Linked DNA regions of Sus scrofa: regions 2, 3 and 4 are each linked to region 1. A link is a contact called in public promoter capture Hi-C data. All regions are on one chromosome and are shown on one strand. The core of a region is the stretch at or near the end of the contact, and the rest is flanking DNA. Distances in the headings are between cores, read along the strand shown.

Region 1 (4,390 bases), core at 906-3,405:
AGCTGACCTTCTTCCCCGCGGCCACAATTCTTCCCAGAGAAGGGAAAGCAGACAGGGCCTTTGCATAGCTCTTAAGAGCCTAGCAGCCGGAACAAGGCTGCCTGAGGTCATATACCAGTTTCACTTTTTCTGCTGTGTGATGTTGGCCAAGTCACTTCACCACTCCATGCTTTGTTTTCCTCATTTATAAAATGGAGACAATACTCCTATGTTGCTCTCAGGACTGGAATCAGGGTGATACCTCAGGTGCAAAATCTCAAGGAGGCTCATTAATCAAGACAAATAAGAGCTTTCATGCATTATTTTTGAAAAATCAAAATTAATGCAAAATAAATCCATGATGCTGGAGTTCTCTATTGGCCCAGTAGGTTAAGGATCCAGCATTGTCCCTGCAAAGACTTTCATCACTGCTGTGACATGGGTTCAATCCCTGGCTCAGGGACTTCCACATGGTATGGCCAAAAAAAAAAAAAAAAAAAAGCATATGAACAAAATACCAAGATATTGAACAGAATGAAAGTGACTTTGCATATCCCGACCTTAATCCCCTCATTCCCTATACCAGTCCTCATTCCAGTAAACTTTATTTACAACATGAGGCAGCCAGTCCACAGGTTGTAGTTGGATTATTTTATTTATCTATTTATCTATGTATATTTTTTTGCCACCCTTGCAGCATATGGAAGTTCCCAGGCCAGGGATCCAATCCGAGCTCGAACTAAGACCTATCCCACAGCTGCAGCAACTCAGGATCCTTAACTCACTGTGTCCAGGCCAGGGATGGAACCGGGGCCTCCACAGAGACAAGCCACATCATTAACCCACTGCCCCATGGCAGGAATCCCTGATTTTTTTTAATATTAAAATATTTTTAGGGGGAGTTCCCGTCATGGCGCAGTGGTTAATGAATCCGACTAGGAACCATGAGGTTGCGGGTTCGATCCCTGGCCTTGCTCAGTGGGCTAACGATCCGGAGTGGCCGTGAGCTGTGGTGTAGGTCGCAGATGCGGCTCGGATCCCGCGTTGCTGTGGTTCTGGCGTAGGCTGGCAGCTACAGCTCCGATTCAACCCCTAGCCTGGGAACCTCCATATGCCATGGGAGCAGCCCAAGAAATAGCAAAAAGACAAAAAAATGTATATTTTTAGGAGTCCCCATTGTGGCTCAGTGGATACCCGACTAGTATCGAGGATGTGGGTTTGATCCCTGGCCTTGCTCAGTGGGTTAAGGATCTGGCATTGCCTCAGGCTGTGGTGTAGGTCACAGACGCAGCTTGATTTCTGCTTTGCCATGGCTTAGGCCGGCAGCTGCAGCTCTGATTTGACACCTAGCCTGGGAACTTCCATGTGCTGCAGGTGCAGCCCTAGGAAGAAAATATATTTTTTTTTATCTTTTAAAAATATATATATTTTAATGTTAAAAATGTTTTTAGTCACTTAGGATGGAGCATGATGATGCGAGAAAAAAGAATGTATACATATATGTGTGACTGGCTCACTTTGCTGTACAGTAGAAAATTGACAGAACACTGTAAACCAACTATAATGGAAAAAATAAAAATCATTATAAAATTTTAAAATATATATATTTTGGAGTTCCTGTCATGGCGCAGTGGTTAACGAACCTGAGTAGGAACCACGAGGTTGCAGGTTCAATCCCTGGCCTTGCTCAGTGGGTTAAGGATCCGGCATTGCCGTGAGCTGTGGTGTATAGGTGACAGAGGGGGCTCGGATCCTGCGTTGCTGTGGCTCTGGCATAGGCCAGCAACTGTAGCTCCCATTTGACCCTAGCCTGGGAACCTCCGTGTGCGGTGGGTGCAGCCCTAAAAAAAAAAAGAAAAGCAAAAATATATATAATTTTTTTTTTAATCTCGATTACTGAAGTTTGGGAAACCTTAAATTTTGCACCAGAGTGCTTCACTTGTCTCCCCTTAGGACCTAGATTTAATTTTATGTATAAAGAGCATAAAATAGTGTAAGTTTTGCAAAACAAATAAGTACCCAGTAAGTGTTAGCTTATCACTATAACCTTTACTTTTTTGCAAAGCCCGGGCTATGATCATCTACTTAACCAATCTGGGTAGCTGTCCCTTTAATTCTTTGCCACATAATGTCCCATGAGCTATTGCGCCTCCGATCCCACTGTATCCCATCGTGCCCAGCGCCTTCCGGCTGCGACTGCTCACGGCCCCGCCTATTCCGGTTCGTGACTGAGCATGGCGCAGGGGCAGCCCAAATTCCAAGCGCAGAAGCCGGGGAAGAGCAAGACGGCTGCGGCGGCCTCGGAGCGGAACCGGGGGCCAAGGAAGGGCGGTGAGGAACGGGCTGGGGGCTGAGGGGGGAGGTGGATCCCGGAATCTCCAGCCTTATGAAAGCGCATCCTTCCCCAGGTCGCGTAATCGCACCCAAGAAGGCACGCATCGTGCAGCAGCAGAAGCTTAAGAAGGTGAGCGCGGGCTTGCGAGGGGCTGAGGGTGGAGAATACCCAGTGCTGTGAGCCTCAGTTTCCTTCTAGGTGCAGTACGTACGGAAAAATTATCTACCAATCAACGGGCCTTCTAAAGTAAGGACTGTCGCGCAAAAACTGTTCAACTTAGGTTAGCTGCTTTCGCAGTTTGATTTCTTTCGTTCGTTCACTGTTACTGTCCTCTTTAACAGATATCGAGAGGAAAGGCAGCCTGGGACACGAGTTGGAAAAAAAAAAACCCAGCTTTGCAGGAAGGCAGTGCTGGGTGCACATCGAGGGTCCTTTGACAGCCATTATTTCTTTACCTTGAGCCTCTTACCTGTGAAATGGTCATAGTGGTAGCACTTTTCTTGTAGGGATTCATTGCCATAGGATACCAGTAAACCTCTGAGAAGAGCACAGGGCTGTTTTGGGGAGTGTTTTTTGTTTGTTTTGTTTTGTTTTTTTGCAGCATATGGAAGTTCCCAGACTAGGGGTAGAATCTGAGCTGCCACTGCAGCCTACACCACAACCACAGCAGCAGAAGATCCCACCGGCATCTGAACGTATACCACAGCGCAGGCAATGCCCGATCCTTAAGCCACTGAATGAGGCCAGGGATCAAACCCCAGTCTTCATGGATCCTAGTTGGGTTCATTTCCATTGAGCCACAATGGGAACTCCCAATGAACATCATTTTTGTGATTGTTTTCTCTCTCTCTCTCTCTCTCTTTTTTTTTTTTTCTTTTTAGGAAGTTCCCAGGCTAGAGGTCTAATCAGAGCTACAGCTGCCAGCCTCAGCCACAGCAATACACAATCAGAGCCGCATCTGCAACCTACACCGTGGCTCAGGGCAGCACTGGAACCCTAACCCACTGAGCGAGGTCAGGGATCGAACCTGCATCCTCACGGATCCTAGGTGGGTTCATTAACCTCTGAGCCGCAAAGGGAACTCCCCCCTGGTTGTCTTTAAATGTTTTTGTTTGTTTGTTTATAGGTGGATAGGGTTGATCTTGTAAAGTTACAAAGAGAAGTTACATAGAGATCTGGTGGAATCAGATCTGAATTTGAATCACACTCCACACACTAGTGCAATAGTCTTGAGAAAATTGTTTATATTTGTGAAATAGTCCCCAGAGCCTCAGTTTTCTTAGACCTGGTACCCAGCACCCTGCTCACCTCCATCTGGCAGCCAGTGGGGGGAGGTGTCTCTTGGGCATCTCGAAATTCAGTATATCAAAACCAGGCTCCTGGGTAGAGGGAGGGAGTGGGATGGACTGGGAGTCTGGGGTTAATAGATGCAAACTGTTGCATTTGGAATGGATAAGCAATGAGATCTGCTCTATATCACAGGCAACTATATCTAGTCACTTGTGATGGAACATGACCAAAGATAATGTGAAAAAAAAAATGTGTGTACATATGTATGACTGGGTCACTTTGCTGTATTGTAGAAATTGACAGAATACTGTAAATCAGCTATAATGGAAAAAATAAAAAGCATATATAAAAAATTTAAAAGAGTATCACAAAAATAAAGGCAATCACATGGGGGAAAAAAACAACAAAAAACAGGCTCCTGATCCTACCCCCCCTCCCCCACCTCTGCTCCCTACGCACACTGATCCTGCTACAGTCTCCCCTTAGAGATACTTGGGCTTCCTCCCTTTCTCTCACATCCAGGTTGGATCTCATCCTTTTTGCCTCCAGGATTAATCTAGAATCCACCTACTTCCCACCTCCCTGACCCCACCCACCCACCCAGGTAGTCCCACCTAGACCAGGGCAGTTACATCCTTCCAGATCTCCTGCCCCTGCCACTCCCCATAGCTGCCAGAGGGCGCCTGTGACAACCTGAAACCGGAAAGTGCTCTCCCCTCTGCTCACAACACTCCATGGCTCCCACCTCATGCAGGAAGAGCCCAAGTTCTTCTCCCTGAGACCCAC
Region 2 (4,390 bases), core at 1,084-3,583, 510 kb after region 1:
GCTTTAGCACCTTTCCTCATGTCAGAAAGATTATATCCTTTAGCTACCATCCTATGCTCCCAACTCCCTCTCGCAACCATTAATCTTTCTTTCCTATGAATTTGCCTGTCTCGGATATTTCATATAATGGAATCATACTATATGACCCCTTGACTTTTTTCCACTCACATAGTGTTTTCGACGTTCATCTACCTTATAGCCATGTATCATTACATGTATCATCACGCCATTCCTTTTCAGGACTATGCAATATTCCTTTGTACTGCAACACCACAGTTGTTTATCCATTGTCAGCTGAATGCATTTGGGCACCATGATCTCCTCTGGATAATGCCAATAGCCTCTCATTGGTCTCCCTGATTTCCCTCCCCCACTCCCCTGCACCATAACCCCCTCATGCCCCTTCCCAGTAGCTACAGGAAGCCTATAAAAGCTAAGTCAAATAATGTCACTTCTCTGCTCAAAACCCCCAAAGATTCCCACTATGTTCAAAATAAAATTCAGAGTCCTCACCATAGCCTGTCAGGCCCCATACAATCTGACTCCCTCTACACTCAGACCTTTTCTCTCCCACTGCCCTCATGCACTAGCCTTGCTGCTGTGCCTCAAACATGCTTCAGCACCTTTGCACTTGCTGTTCCTACTGCCTAAAACAGGCCAGAACCATACTTCAGACCTCTTTTGCTCCAAAAAGGCATTTCCTGTTGACCCAAGTAAAAAAGGGCCCCCTTCCAGTCATACCACCCCCCTACCCAGCCCAGCACTTAGGACAGGGCCTGGCACATATCAGATAAGCAATACCCAGGGTTGAATGAATGGAACTAGAACCAAGGCCTCAAGGCAGAACTTAGGGGCTAAAATTAAAGCATTTATCCTTATCTGATTCATGAAAGAGCAATCTGACACCAGCACTGAGGAGTGGGAGATAGGATGGAGTCAGTCCCCAAGTAGCAGAAAGAATAAGAGCCAGGAAAGGCCAGTCCAAAAACCACCAGACCCTTTCTGAGAATGGACAGTAAGACTGGCTGCTTGAAGTAGAGGCAGAAGACAAAGCTGAAAGAGCTGGTCAGGCCCAGAGCATTTACATCTAATTTGCTAAGCAATAGGGAATCGCTGATTAGGTTTTTGAGTTTTGACTTGAATCAAGATTTGCTCAAGAGCAAGGTTATTCCAGAGAAGATGACGAGATCAGCAGTAGGGAAAACCTGACACCAAAAGAAAGAGGATCAATTGGGGTGGGGGCACTGTTAAGCAGGGGAAAAGAGGGTGGAACACTAGTGGGCAGGCCCAGCCCCTAGAAGATCCTAGGACAGAAATGTGCAAGAGTCACCTACTCTGGGCTTCAAACCTGAGTGACCAAGAGAAGATGGTGTATTTAAAAAAGAAAGAAAGAAACAACAACAACAGCAACAAAAAAGACAGTTTTTTGGAGTTCAAAGCCGTTTTGTTTTGATGGGGAGACAGAGTCTGAGACAGGATTTTCTAATGGTGGAGAGACAAGATCTAAAAGCTCAAAGTAAATTAGATCAAGAGAAGATTTAGCGGTGTAGTTATGCCCAAAAAGAGCGGTTAGGACAGCTGAGACCCCAGAAGCTGAAGAAGTTGAAAGCTGACACCAGGAAAAGTAACAACTCAGACTCGCGTGTGTGCCCTTTCAACCTCAAGTGCCCCCGGAGAGAATTTGTTCCCAACTGTAACATCTTTTTTGCCCTAAATCTCTGGACCCACGAAGCCGCCCTCTAAAAGGAAAGCAAAAAAGTAGATTTGGGGAGAAGGGAATTTCTCCTCGACTTGGAAGACCGTCTACAACCTCCAGCTTCTCCCACCGCTATCCCAGACCCGGGCGTCGCCCCCTGACCCCCTCCCCGAAATGCTCCGGGTCGCCTCCAACAGGGAGACTCTAGACTCTCCTCCAAGTCGGCCTCCGACTGAGGGCAGCCATGACTGCACCTTCCGGAAGCTAGCCCCTCACTCCTGGGGGCTAACGGCCGGTCCGCCCCTCGCGCATGCGCCCCAACGCCTAACGGCCGCCCACGCGCTCGCCGGACACCCCCCCAACCGCCCCGCCCCGCCTTGTCTCGCGCCCCCTCCTCCTCCTCCTTCCCTCAATCCTTGGGTTATCCCCTCGCCCGCTCGCCCGCTCGCCCGCCCGCAGGCCCGACGTCTCCGCACAACGACCCCGCGCCTGGACCTGCCGCCCACCTGATTTCTCGTTCGCCTCCGCGTGCTGCGAGGAGTCTCCCGACTCTGGTTACGGGTCGCGCGGCCCGACTCCAGCGGTTCGCGCTTCCTGTCTCCGACGTCCGACTGCGGCTCTGGTCACTGGACTGCTGGCTTTTCATTCAAAAGAGGCGGAAGCGATGATTGGATTCTACGGGAGGCATCTGGAGGCTATTGGTGGAGAGAGAAAAGAGGGCGTGCCCCGAATTCATTGGTCAATCTAAAAGTAGGCGCCCGAGTGGGTGAGGCCGGCGTCTGCAAGCGCGCTGTCACCTGACAGGGGTTGTGGTCGCTGTGTGTAGTCGCCATATTTAGTACTGGCAACCCCAAGCCAAGATGACGGCTCTGGGGTGTGTGTGTCTCACCTGTAAGAAATGTGGGTCATGCGCCCAGCACAGAACTCAGTTTTTGAAGTGGAAATCGATCCACGGGCCTCCTGGTCCACTGGAGTGGAGGTTCTGAAAAGGTTCTGAGTAGACTTGAGAGCTTGGAGTGAGTCCCATGTGGAGAAGATATTTTGCACAAGCAGTGGAGAAGGGGCCCCCTCAGAGGCGTGGGTGTCAGAAATGGTCATAAGCCATAGCTCCTTGCTGAGAGTCATGTCCTTGGTCAGAGACTGCTTGTGGCCATGCAAGTTCAGGCCAAAAAACCGAAACCAGGATGTTTTTGTCATAAAACTTTTTTGTGTTAATTTTGCTTGTCCTCGTATTAAAATTCGTCAACCTTTTTCTCCCACCAGTACCTTACTGAAATAATGTTTATAGGAAAAAGAACAGGTCCAATAGTTTTGACAGTTGACATCCTAATGATAGTTTCCTCCTGAAGATGTGGAATATTTGCCATCAGCCCAGAAATTTTTGTTATGCCTCTCTCAAATCAGCCACACCTCTTCTACACACTCCCATCAGGCAACCACTATGTGGATTTCTACCACTAGTTTTGTCTGTTCCTGATTTTCTTCTAAATGGAATCATGCAATAGACTTGATACTGAATCCAAATTTGCTCTGCTTGCCACACAACAGGCTAATAAATTCAGAGACAAGTTGCTGGGGCAAGGAATAGCGACTTTATTCAAAAAACTAGCAGCCTGAGATGATGGCAGACCAGTGTCTCAAAAAACCATCTTGCCTCAGTCCAAATTCAGGCTCTTTTTATACAGAGGAAAGAGAGGGGAGGGGCCAATGGTCACTCACTAACTGTCACCTATTTGGGGGAAGGGCTCATTGCAAAGCTGACCAGTGGCTGAGCACGGCTACTAAAGGTTTCTCACTTACAGACTGTATATTTTGTATCTGGCTTCTTTTACTCAACAAAATGTTTTGAGATTTTCCACGTTGCTGCACATAGGGATACTTCCTTCTTTTTCATTCCTGAATAGTAGTCCACTGTATGGCTATACCACAAGATAGCTAAAATAGTTTCTCCAGTCACCTATAGATGGACATTTTTTCCCCCGTGTTTAGCCACTATTAATAAAACTTGCATAAGTTGGTTGGTTTGTTTGTTTGTAGGGCAGCACCTGTGGCATGTGTCTGTTCCCAGGCTAGGGGTCAAATCTGAATTGCAGCTGCCAGCATACACTACAGCCACAGCAATGCGGGATCCAAGTTGCATCTGTGACCTACACTGCAGCTCACAGCAGTGCCAGATCCTTAACCCACTGAGTGGGGCCAGGGATCACACCCACATCCTCGTGGATACTAGTCAGGTTAGCCCACTGAGCCACAACAGGAACTCCTGAACAAGTATTTTTGTGAACACAAGTTTACTTCTCTTGGGGAAATACCTAGGAGTGGAATGGTGGACAGTAGTCCATGTGGGTGTTTGGCTTTTTTTTTTGGCTTTTTAGGGCCACACTTGCGGCATATGGAAGTTCCCAGGCTAGGCATCAAATCAGAGCTGCAGCTGTCTGCCTACACCACAGCCACAGCAATGAGAGATCTGAGCCATATCTGTGACCTACACCACAGCTCATGGCAACACTGGATCCTTAACCCACTGAGAAAGGCCAGGGATTGAACCCACATCCTCATGGATACTAGTTGGGTTCTTAACCTGCTGAACCACAATGGGAACTCCTGGGTGTTTAGTAGATCCTGACAGTTTTCCTAAATGGTTGTTCCACTTCACACTCCCAAGAACACCCTGTGAAAGTTCCGTTTATTCCC
Region 3 (4,390 bases), core at 1,131-3,630, 480 kb after region 1:
GGACTTGCTGACAGGCCAGAATCTGGGGGTGGGTGTGGGGGGCTGGGATGTCCCTCTTTGCGCCTTCCCCAAGCTTTCTCTCCTGTATCACTGCTTCCTTCCTTACCCAGCTCTGTGTGGCCAGAAGGCATGGCCTTATCATCTCACCAGAAAGGAAAACTGATTCCCAGGGAGGTCAGACTAGCTCCAAGGGCCCAAGACACATACCCAGGGAGGAAAACGCATGATGGCAACCCTGGGGCAGTGGCTTGCCCAGGCTGGAACCCCCAACCCCCAGCTTTTCCAAGCACCAGCTCAGACCTGTGGACTTGCAGGGAGGGGTTGTCTTGCCCTGCAGGTTCCAGCTTTCTGAGGGAGGTGGGAGGGAAACCCAAACTCCACCCTGGACCTGGACTGGCCCCCTCCCCTTCCAGTCTCCTCCCGTGTCCACTCCCTTCCCCCAGGCCCCTCAGGCACCCTGGCAGGACCCCTTCCCATGCCCTGTCTAGGTCAAAGGGACAGCAAAGACAGCAAGGGGTTAATTTTAGGAGTGGGGGTGCTCTATCAGGCCTGCAATAATGCTCCTCTGTCTTTGGCCATGGGTGACCTTTTTTCTCCATGGCCTCAATCGTCCCCTTTTAAACTACCATGCATTCAGTTAATTTTCTATGCTGTTGCCTCCTTGAATCTATTCATTTAAAAAAGAACCTTTAGGGGAGTTTCCATCATGGCTCAGTGGTTAACGAACCTGACTAGTAACCATGAGGTTGCAGGTTTGAATCCTGGCCTCGCTCAGTGGGTCAAGGATCTGGCGTTGTCGTGAACTGTGGTGTAGGTCGAAGATGTGGCTTGGATCCCACGTTGCCGTGGCTGTGGTGTAGGCCGGCAGCTGTAGTTCCAATTTGATCCCTAGCCTGGGAACTTCCATATGCCACGGGTGCGGCCCTAAAAAGACAAAAGACATAAATAAATAAATAAATAAATAAATAAATAAATAAATAAATAAAAAGAACCTTTAGAAGGTCCCATAGTGGTGCAGCAGAAACAAATCTGACTAGTATCCATGAGGATGCAGGTTCAATCCCTGGCCTCACTCAGTGGGTTAAGGAACCAGCATTGCCATGAGCTGTAGTATAGGTGAGAGACATGGGTCAGATATGGCATTGCTGTGGCTGTGGTATAAGCCAGCGGCTACAGCTCCTATTCAACCCCTAGCCTGGGAACCTCCATATGCCATGGGTGCAGCCCTAAAAAGACAAAAAAAAACCGAGAGAGAGAGAACAGTTATATGTATGTCCTAATTGGAAAACCCTTCTCATTGCCCGAAATAGTCTGTAAACTTAAAAATAAATAATAACGCCAGGAACATAAAACCACGGATTCTAACTGGATATACCCCAGCGCCACCAAGGTGTTAAAGACACATTCGCCCCCAATAGAGACTTTGTCCTGGGTCCTGGGCTCATCAGCAGGGGCCTGGGGACTGAGCTGCCTGCCTTTTAGATCTCTGCTCAGCCACTTGTTAGCTGTGCCTCAACTTCCCCTTCTGCAAAATGGGAATCATAGCAACACCTGCCTCGAAGGTATTTCCAGGCGTAAATGAGTTAAAAATAGAGAACTTTAGGAGAATCAGGCCTGGCTCAGATAATAAGTGCTTTGTAAATAATAGAGTTTTTTAAAAAAAGAATTATTAAATAGCTTCGGAGATAAGCTGGTCACATGACTTATTTGAAAAGGAAACAACTCTCCTGTCATGTGATTCACTGTTGATTAATGCAGTACCCATGAACTGCCAAAATATGAGTTTCCCACCAGGCAAAAGTCTGGCCCAGAATGACCAGCTCCAGGAGCACAGTGGCCCTGGGGTCCTGCAGTTTTCTAGGTGCCTGCCTGGCATCCATGAAGGGCCCCTTTGTGCTCCCCTAGCTCCTGTCTGGACTCTGGCCTCTCTGTGCCTCAGTTTCCTCATCAAGAAAAAGAGGAGGAAGGTCCTGTTAGCTCCAGAGCTGGCCATGGAGAGCAAGCACAGAATAGTCCCCAACTTGGGTGCCCCAAGCTATGTCAGCAGTGACTCCACCCTCCGCAGTCCAAATGCCTCCTGCCCAGAAAAGCCAAGCGGGTCCTGGGCCAGACTCCCCCTTTTGCCCCTGGGATCAGCCAGCTGTTGAACACAGGGGCCAGAGAGCTTGTCAGATGCTGCAAGGGCAGGCTGCACCTCAATACTGCATATGACTCGTGTGTGTGTGTGTGTGTGTGTGTGTGTGTGTGTGTGTGCGCGCGCGCTCGCGCGCGCAGCGTCCCTGGGTCTGTGTTTTTACTGCACTTTCCTGTTGGCTTCCAGCTGCCCCGCCAGTTCCGGGGAGGGCCCTGGGCCAGCGGCTGCCTCCCCACCCCCTCTTATAAAGGCCCGGCGGCCCTCGAGAAAGCCCGCACAGCTGCCCAGCCTGGGGACACAGAGCAGCCCTGCCTTGTCACCTGCTCCCCCCACTGGCAGCTCAGATCATGGGAGGCCCCCACCACGGCGTCTTTCTCCTCTTTCATGGTGAGAATTTCGGGGCCCTGTTGTGGGGCGGGACAGGCAGCGAGGGAGCCCCTGGCAGCAGCTCTCGGTGTCCAGGCGTCCTCTTCCCCGTGGAGAAATGCGCCCCAGGTCGCTCTGGGGCCAGCCTCGGAGGAAGCCGCATGGCCAGGCGGGCACTGAGGGCACGTGGGGAGAGGGGCTGGCAGTGCCGGGCACCTGCACCCAGTGGCAGGATTCCCCAGACTGCTCTAAGAGCCTTCCCTCTCTCCCAGAGAAATCTCTGACCTCTTTACTGGAGCCACTTTGCGGGGTTGCCCCTGAAGTGGGAAAACTGAGGTTTGGGGAAAGGAGAGGGGCAAAAACTAAATGCGGGAGCCCCGCGGACAGCTGCTCTTAACATCGGGCATAAGGGGATGCTGGGGGGCTTGGAGGCCGGGAGGCGGGACTTCTCCACAGCGGAGGTACCCCCATCACCTCCCACACTGTCTCAGTGGCAGGGGCAGCCCCAGAGAAGACCCTCATTCTTGCTCTGGAGACCCAGCTGGGAGCCAGCTGTGGGTTGAAAGGAGTTTTTGCCCTCTGAAGGTTTGAACCTGACTTTTACTATGACTTCCCCTGGGCCTCCCTTCCCGCCCCACCCAGGGTGGCTCTAACGGTTATCTGGGCAGCTCGTTGCCTGAGCAACCAAACAACAAAGAGAATGAAGAAATGGCATTTGGGGTACCATCCAGAGTTTCCCCAGGCCACAAGGGCGGGGGTTCCCTGTGATGACCCTGTGGGCAGCAGGCGTGAACTCAGTGGCCCTGGGCGGGCTCTAAGCAAGGAATTGGTGTCTATGTGGGGCACACTGAGCAGCTGGGGCGGGGGAAGGGGGGGAAGGCGGTGTGTTACTGGAGCCAAATCTGGGAGCCCCTGAGTCTCACTTTCCACCTCAGCAAAATGAGGCAAAACCGCTCTTTACTTTATAAGGTTGTGTTAAGGGTTAAGTGAGTGCGTATACAGGAACTATTCCTGGTTTGCAGGAAGAATTAAGTAAACACTATTATTGTTATTATTACTTCACTGGTGGGTCTGAGGGGTCCTTAGCTGGAGGAGCAAAGAGAGGATGACTGCCCCGCCCCCCACCCCAGGAATCTTACTGCTTGGGGCTGGGCAGGGGGAATGCAAACCAGATGGAACTGGGAGAAGACCAGCAGCTCCTCTCTCGGCTCCTGTTTGGGAGAATTCCAAGGACCCAGATGAAGAACTCCTGGTCTAGGAAGCCTCCGTGGTTGGAGAGCAGAGCCCAGCCTAGCTCTGGCAGAGGGCAAAGTGCACAAGGCACAAAAGAGCTCTCCCACCCCCCCACCCCCCCGCAGGGTCTGGGGACCTTGACCTGCTCCATTCCACCTTCTTCAGGCTAACTCTGTTCACTAGATTCTTCCTGAGCCTTTTCTGGGCTCCAGGCCACAATCTGTCCAGCTGCAGGATGGGCACAAACACAGCCAACCTCCTAGGGTAGTTGCGAGCATAAAAGTTGCTACTGGGGATTTTAGGGAGCTGGGGACGAATCAGCCCAGGTCCTCTCCTATCAGGCAGGAAAGGTCATTCCTGCAAAGAGGAACCAGGCCCTGGCTGAAAGGGATATGAACCAAGCCCTATGAAGAGGAAGAGGAAGAGAGAAATCCTTATGGGAGGGAGAGGAGGGCATGCCAGCCTCAGTTTACCCTGGCTGGGAGGGCTTCTGGGAGTGGCTCTCTGCTCTCTGCCAGCTTGAAGGGTATCAAGTTTGGACCTAGGGGCCGAGTGGGCAGAGGACCCTCCATTCTATACCCCCACAGCCCCTCAAGCCATGCTCACAATGACAGACCCCAGAATTCCCCTGGGAGATACCATCAGGGGCAACAGAGC
Region 4 (4,390 bases), core at 1,194-3,693, 350 kb after region 1:
CCTGGCAGGGCATTAGAAAGCAGGAGTGGCAGGCATGCGGTGAGCTGAGGCCCTGAGGGAGGTCACTGAGGGAGAGGAGAAAGAAGGTGGCAATGCCAGCAGGAGGACAGGGCACTCACATGTGAGTACACACGTATGTGGCTCAGTGCATGGGGGCCACTGCTGCCAGCCAGGGATCGAATTAGTTCCCTTTTCCGCTTTCCAGATGATTTTTCATCTCTGTAATTAATGGGCAAGTCAGTTCTGAACAGCATGGCAGGCAAATTACTAGTTAGGAAAATCATGGATAATTTTCTCGATATGATAATGAAGGTTGTATTCCTTCTCTTATTCTCCCTGTTTTCATCCTACTTTTAAGTAATAAATTCAGCATTAGCGGGAGGGGAGGGGGGAGGAAGGAGAAGTCACCTGCCCCCACAGCTGAGGCCCGACCCAGGCCCACCAGGAGTCCTCAGTCTATGGCCGGCTGGCAGATGGAGGGGATGAGAGACTGTGGGGGCCCCCTGACACCCTTGATGATGGACGCAGGGAGTCAGGCCTGGAGCCCCCAGGCTGTTAGCCGGGGTAAAGAAGTTGGGTCTGGGGTCAGGTTACAGGCTTAGCCAGCCCTTGGGTGCTGGAGACGGGAGCAGAGATCAACTGGCTTCTTCCCAAGCAGCTTTGAGGTCAACGGCCCAGGCTAGATATCTACCCTCAAGTGTTCCCCACACCTGCCCCTACATTGTCCTACCCACCCCTCTCCTTGGAGACTCCTGTGGCAACCAAGAGAACAGGGCAAGCCGAGAGAGGGAGAGAGAGAAAGAGAGAGGTGGAGAGGCAACCAGCCATCTTGGCAGCCATTTTGAACCCCTCCCCCTGCTCCCCCCAGACACACCACATGTTTGGATGTGAGCAGAGGAACCCAGGCCCTGGGTCCTGCAGAAGCCAGGAAGAAAGGGGGCCCTATCTCATAGACTAGGATGGAGGAACACCCACACAGCTGCCATGACTGGGGGGAGGGACAAGGAGGAGTGGAGCAGGAAGGTACAGCGAGGTCCTAGGCAGGCAGGGGTGCGCCTGCGTGCTGACTGAGACTGGAAGGCCAGGGACAGCGATGTGTGCAGGCTGGAGGCTGTCTTCACATGGGTGCCCCAGGTGCCCTGGAGCAATGCCTGTGGGGGCCACTTTTTGGTCATGGCTGGAGCACACACAGTGCTGCCCACCCTCGTCTGGCACAGGCTCTGTCCCAGGACCCTCACATGGAAGGATGACAATTGAAACCCCATAGCGCTACCCAATAAACACCTGAGAAAGAGAGAGAGAGAGCTGGCCCTCAAAACCTGAATCCGGGTAGATCAAACCCAACAGCTTCCCACACTTAGTCCGGTACCGCGGAGAGAAAGATGCTCGCGGTGACTGCAGCCGGCCAGACACCCAGACAGACCCCTTCCCATCCCTCGCGCCTCTGCCTCCCAGAGAAAAACAACCCCCGGCCCGACATCCTGCGGGGCCAGCCCCCGACACGGCTCCTCCGGGGGCCGGGGCCCGCGCGCCGCGCGCACACGCACCCTCTCCGCTCACACCCAGACACCTACACAAACAGGGCGCCAAGCACCCGCGCGCACACGCACCGGGGACACGCAGGCACCGCCGCGCCGCTTCCCCACAAAGGCTGGAGCGCGCGCGGGCACACGCAGCCACGCGCGGGCACATTCGCGGTCCCTTCCCCCCACCGAGCACCCCGCGGCAGCCCATCCGCACCCCTGACGCTCCGTGGGGGCCGCCCCTCCGGTTCCCCTCGCCGGTGGGGATGAGGTGCAGGCCGCCCCCGATTCCCCTCGCGCTCAGGTGCCCTGACCCGCGGCTCCAGCATCCCCTCCCCCTTCGCGGCCCGGACAGGCCCCGGCTCCCATCCTCCCCACCTCGGCCCGCACACCTGGCCCAGGTACAGCGTCCCCCTCGCCCTGGGCCCGCAGACACTCACCTGTCCAGCGCCGCTCCGGGGTCGGCCCTGCGCGTCTCTCCTGCGGCTCCGCGAACCAATGCCTCCCGCCCGGCACATCTCCCGGAACCGGGGCGGGGGGGGGAAACGAACGAGGGGCGGCGGGGTACCGCCGCCACCAACCAAAAATTTAAAAAAAAAAAAAAAAAAAAGCAAAGCTGATTACACAGCTCCAAAGGCGGCCCCCTCGCGGCGGCGAAGACTCGGGGCTGGGGGTGAGTGGGTCCGCGCCCCTCCGGGGGAGGGAGGTGGCGGAGGCGGCAGGGCGGGGGCGGTGTCAGAGCTCTGGGGGCTGGGGCGAGGCGGAGCCCCCCAAGGCGGCGCCAGCAGCGGCCCGCATCTCCCCCGCAGCTCCGCGGCCCCGACGGAGTAGGCACGTGTGTGCCCAGGCGACTTCCCACCCCCCTCCGACGGCGGCAGCCGAGGGGTTAACGGGGCAGCTGAGGTGCGCCTGCAGCCCCCCGCCGCCCAGCGGCGCCGCTCCGGGGCCCGCGCGGCCCCATCCGCCGGGGCCTCCTCGGCAGACGGCGGGGCGGGGGCGCCGCAGCGCCGACAGCTCCCGCGCCGACGGCTCGGGCTCCCCGCAGTGGCCGCGGGGGGCTCGGGTAGGGGGCGGACGGCGCGGAGCTGGGGGGGCGCGGCTGTAGGCGGGCGCGGCGGCGTCGCGCCCCCGGGGTGGCCGGAGGGGGGGCGCCGGGCCGGGCCCGTGGGCACCGCAGGACGCACGGACCAAGCCGGCGCCGGGCACCAGCAATGACAAGCCGCCTGTTCGCCCCTCTCCCCGGCGCACCCGCTCCGGGAGGGGGGGCGTCGGGCGCGCACAAAACCCGGCCCGGAGTCGTCGCCCGGGACGGGCCACCGCAACCTGCCCGAGCGCACCGGGGGCCGGCCCGAAAACCCGGGATGGATTTTCCTCCCCTTGGCCCCCTCTAACCCCTCCGGAAAATCGGGGAAAGGGAAGGCGACGAGCTGAATCCCGGCGTTGGAACGGGAAGTGGGGGGAGGGGAGACGGGCACAAGGAAGACCCGGAGCGGATTTTGCCAGTAGTGAAGTAAGGGAAAAGCGCCGAGCCCGGTGAAGGGAGAAATTGGAGAGAACTGTAAGGGGTATGCAAAACCCGGGTTGGATTACACAGCAATGGGAGGAAAGGAGGGAGCTGCGACAGGGCCAAATGCACCCGGGGCACGCAAATTTCGGGCCGGATTCTTCCTCGGGAGACGGAGTAATGCGTCATGCCTAATGCAGTGGGAACAAACAAGACCTGGCCTAGAGTTCCCAGACATGGGCTCTCAGGGGGCTCCGGGAGGGGGCTGCTAAGTGGCTGAGGCGGCGTGGGCTGCCCCTGTCTTCCTGGCAGCGACGTGCAGGAAGGAGGGGCAAAAGGAGAGCTGGACTCTGGCACGAAGGGATCTGGAGCGCCGGCTGCACCGAAGCGGGCAGGTAAAACCGGCTTGAGGATCCAGGGATGATGCGAAAGGAATGAGACGGGAAGGCCGCTACCCTGGGAGACCAGACCTACAATAAAAGGCGAGGGAGGACCGCAAAGCCAGGACTGGAATCTGAGGGATGGGACAAGACCCCAGCAGAGGATCCCTGGCAACTGGACAGGGGCTTGGAGCTGACCAGGCAGGAGGAGCGGAGAGAGGGGTGTTAGGGGGAGGTTAGTATCTATAAACGCCTCAAACGTCTCACTTTGGGAGGGGGGCAGGGGAAGAGAGAAAAAAAAAAAATTGAATTTTAGGTTATCGGCAAGAGCAAAACCTCGGCGCGGATTTCTACAGCTTAGCAACCACACTGCAGCTGGTGGACTTGAAGAAGTAGGGCAAGGAACCAGCGGGTTCCTAGGCATCTGGCAGAGTGAGGCGAGGGGCAGGTTTCAGGCAGAGGCTACAGAAGGGAGCCCCGCACCCCCTCTCCGGGTTAGGGAAGGCAGCCCAACCTGGCTTGGATCCCCGGAGCCAGAGCTGTGACTGCCAAGACCCACAGTGGGGGCTATAAAACCGGGACCCAGGCCAAACATAGGCACTAAGGCAGAATAGACAGTTTAGTGCAGGGTGGGGGCTGAGGAAAAATTGGAGGTGGGGGGCACACAAGAATCTGGGAATGGGGGGCAGTTACAGGAAGGTCCTGAGAGGTAAGATCCGGTGAGGATCTTGGGAGATGGGACCTGAAAGTCTGGCATTTTATGAAAGATGGGTGCGACGCTAAGATGGATGGCTGGGGAGGAGCAAATCCCTGGCTTGGATCCTCAGGGAAGGGAGTCCATCCAAGGGAGGCCTAAATAGTAAATTGTCCAGCTCCTACAAAGTCTGGGCTGAATCTTGGCAGACACAGAGCAGGCAATAGTGGGACAGTCCAGCTCTGGATTATAGAGGAAAGGGATGGGCTGGGGATGGGGAGAGGGGCAA

What was found. Promoter capture Hi-C pulls out the DNA fragments that hold promoters and counts their contacts.
Region 2: a promoter capture Hi-C map of liver shows a contact between it and region 1, with 2.0 times the contacts expected there. The contact joins the promoter of DDX39A here to the promoter of C2H19orf53 in region 1. A contact is called at or near these places in 1 of 5 promoter capture datasets (liver) and 1 of 2 datasets of contacts at active chromatin or transcription factors (alveolar macrophages).
Region 3: a contact with region 1 is called in a promoter capture Hi-C map of liver, with 4 times the contacts expected there. The contact joins the promoter of ADGRE5 here to the promoter of C2H19orf53 in region 1. A contact is called at or near these places in 1 of 5 promoter capture datasets (liver) and 1 of 2 datasets of contacts at active chromatin or transcription factors (alveolar macrophages).
Region 4: a promoter capture Hi-C map of liver shows a contact between it and region 1, with 2.4 times the contacts expected there. The contact joins the promoter of ADGRL1 here to the promoter of C2H19orf53 in region 1. A contact is called at or near these places in 1 of 5 promoter capture datasets (liver) and 1 of 2 datasets of contacts at active chromatin or transcription factors (skeletal muscle).

Annotation. Positions count from the first base shown.
Region 1 is chr2:65,344,225-65,348,614 of Sscrofa11.1, reverse strand. C2H19orf53 (leydig cell tumor 10 kDa protein homolog) reads left to right here and starts at 2,155. Exons shown (of 3, transcript XM_003123347.4): 1 at 2,155-2,310; 2 at 2,388-2,443. The coding sequence starts at 2,214. The region is part of intron 1 of LOC110259336 (a long non-coding RNA gene); the gene reads right to left. MRI1 (methylthioribose-1-phosphate isomerase) reads left to right here. Exons shown (of 6, transcript XM_003123346.4): 6 at 1-6.
Region 2 is chr2:64,833,983-64,838,372 of Sscrofa11.1, reverse strand. It overlaps DDX39A (ATP-dependent RNA helicase DDX39A), which reads right to left and starts at 2,333. Exons shown (of 12, transcript XM_003123370.5): 1 at 2,203-2,333.
Region 3 is chr2:64,860,086-64,864,475 of Sscrofa11.1, reverse strand. ADGRE5 (adhesion G protein-coupled receptor E5) reads left to right here and starts at 2,380. Exons shown (of 18, transcript NM_213925.2): 1 at 2,380-2,521. The coding sequence starts at 2,482.
Region 4 is chr2:64,995,212-64,999,601 of Sscrofa11.1, reverse strand. It overlaps ADGRL1 (adhesion G protein-coupled receptor L1), which reads right to left and starts at 2,443. Exons shown (of 24, transcript XM_021083697.1): 1 at 1,964-2,443.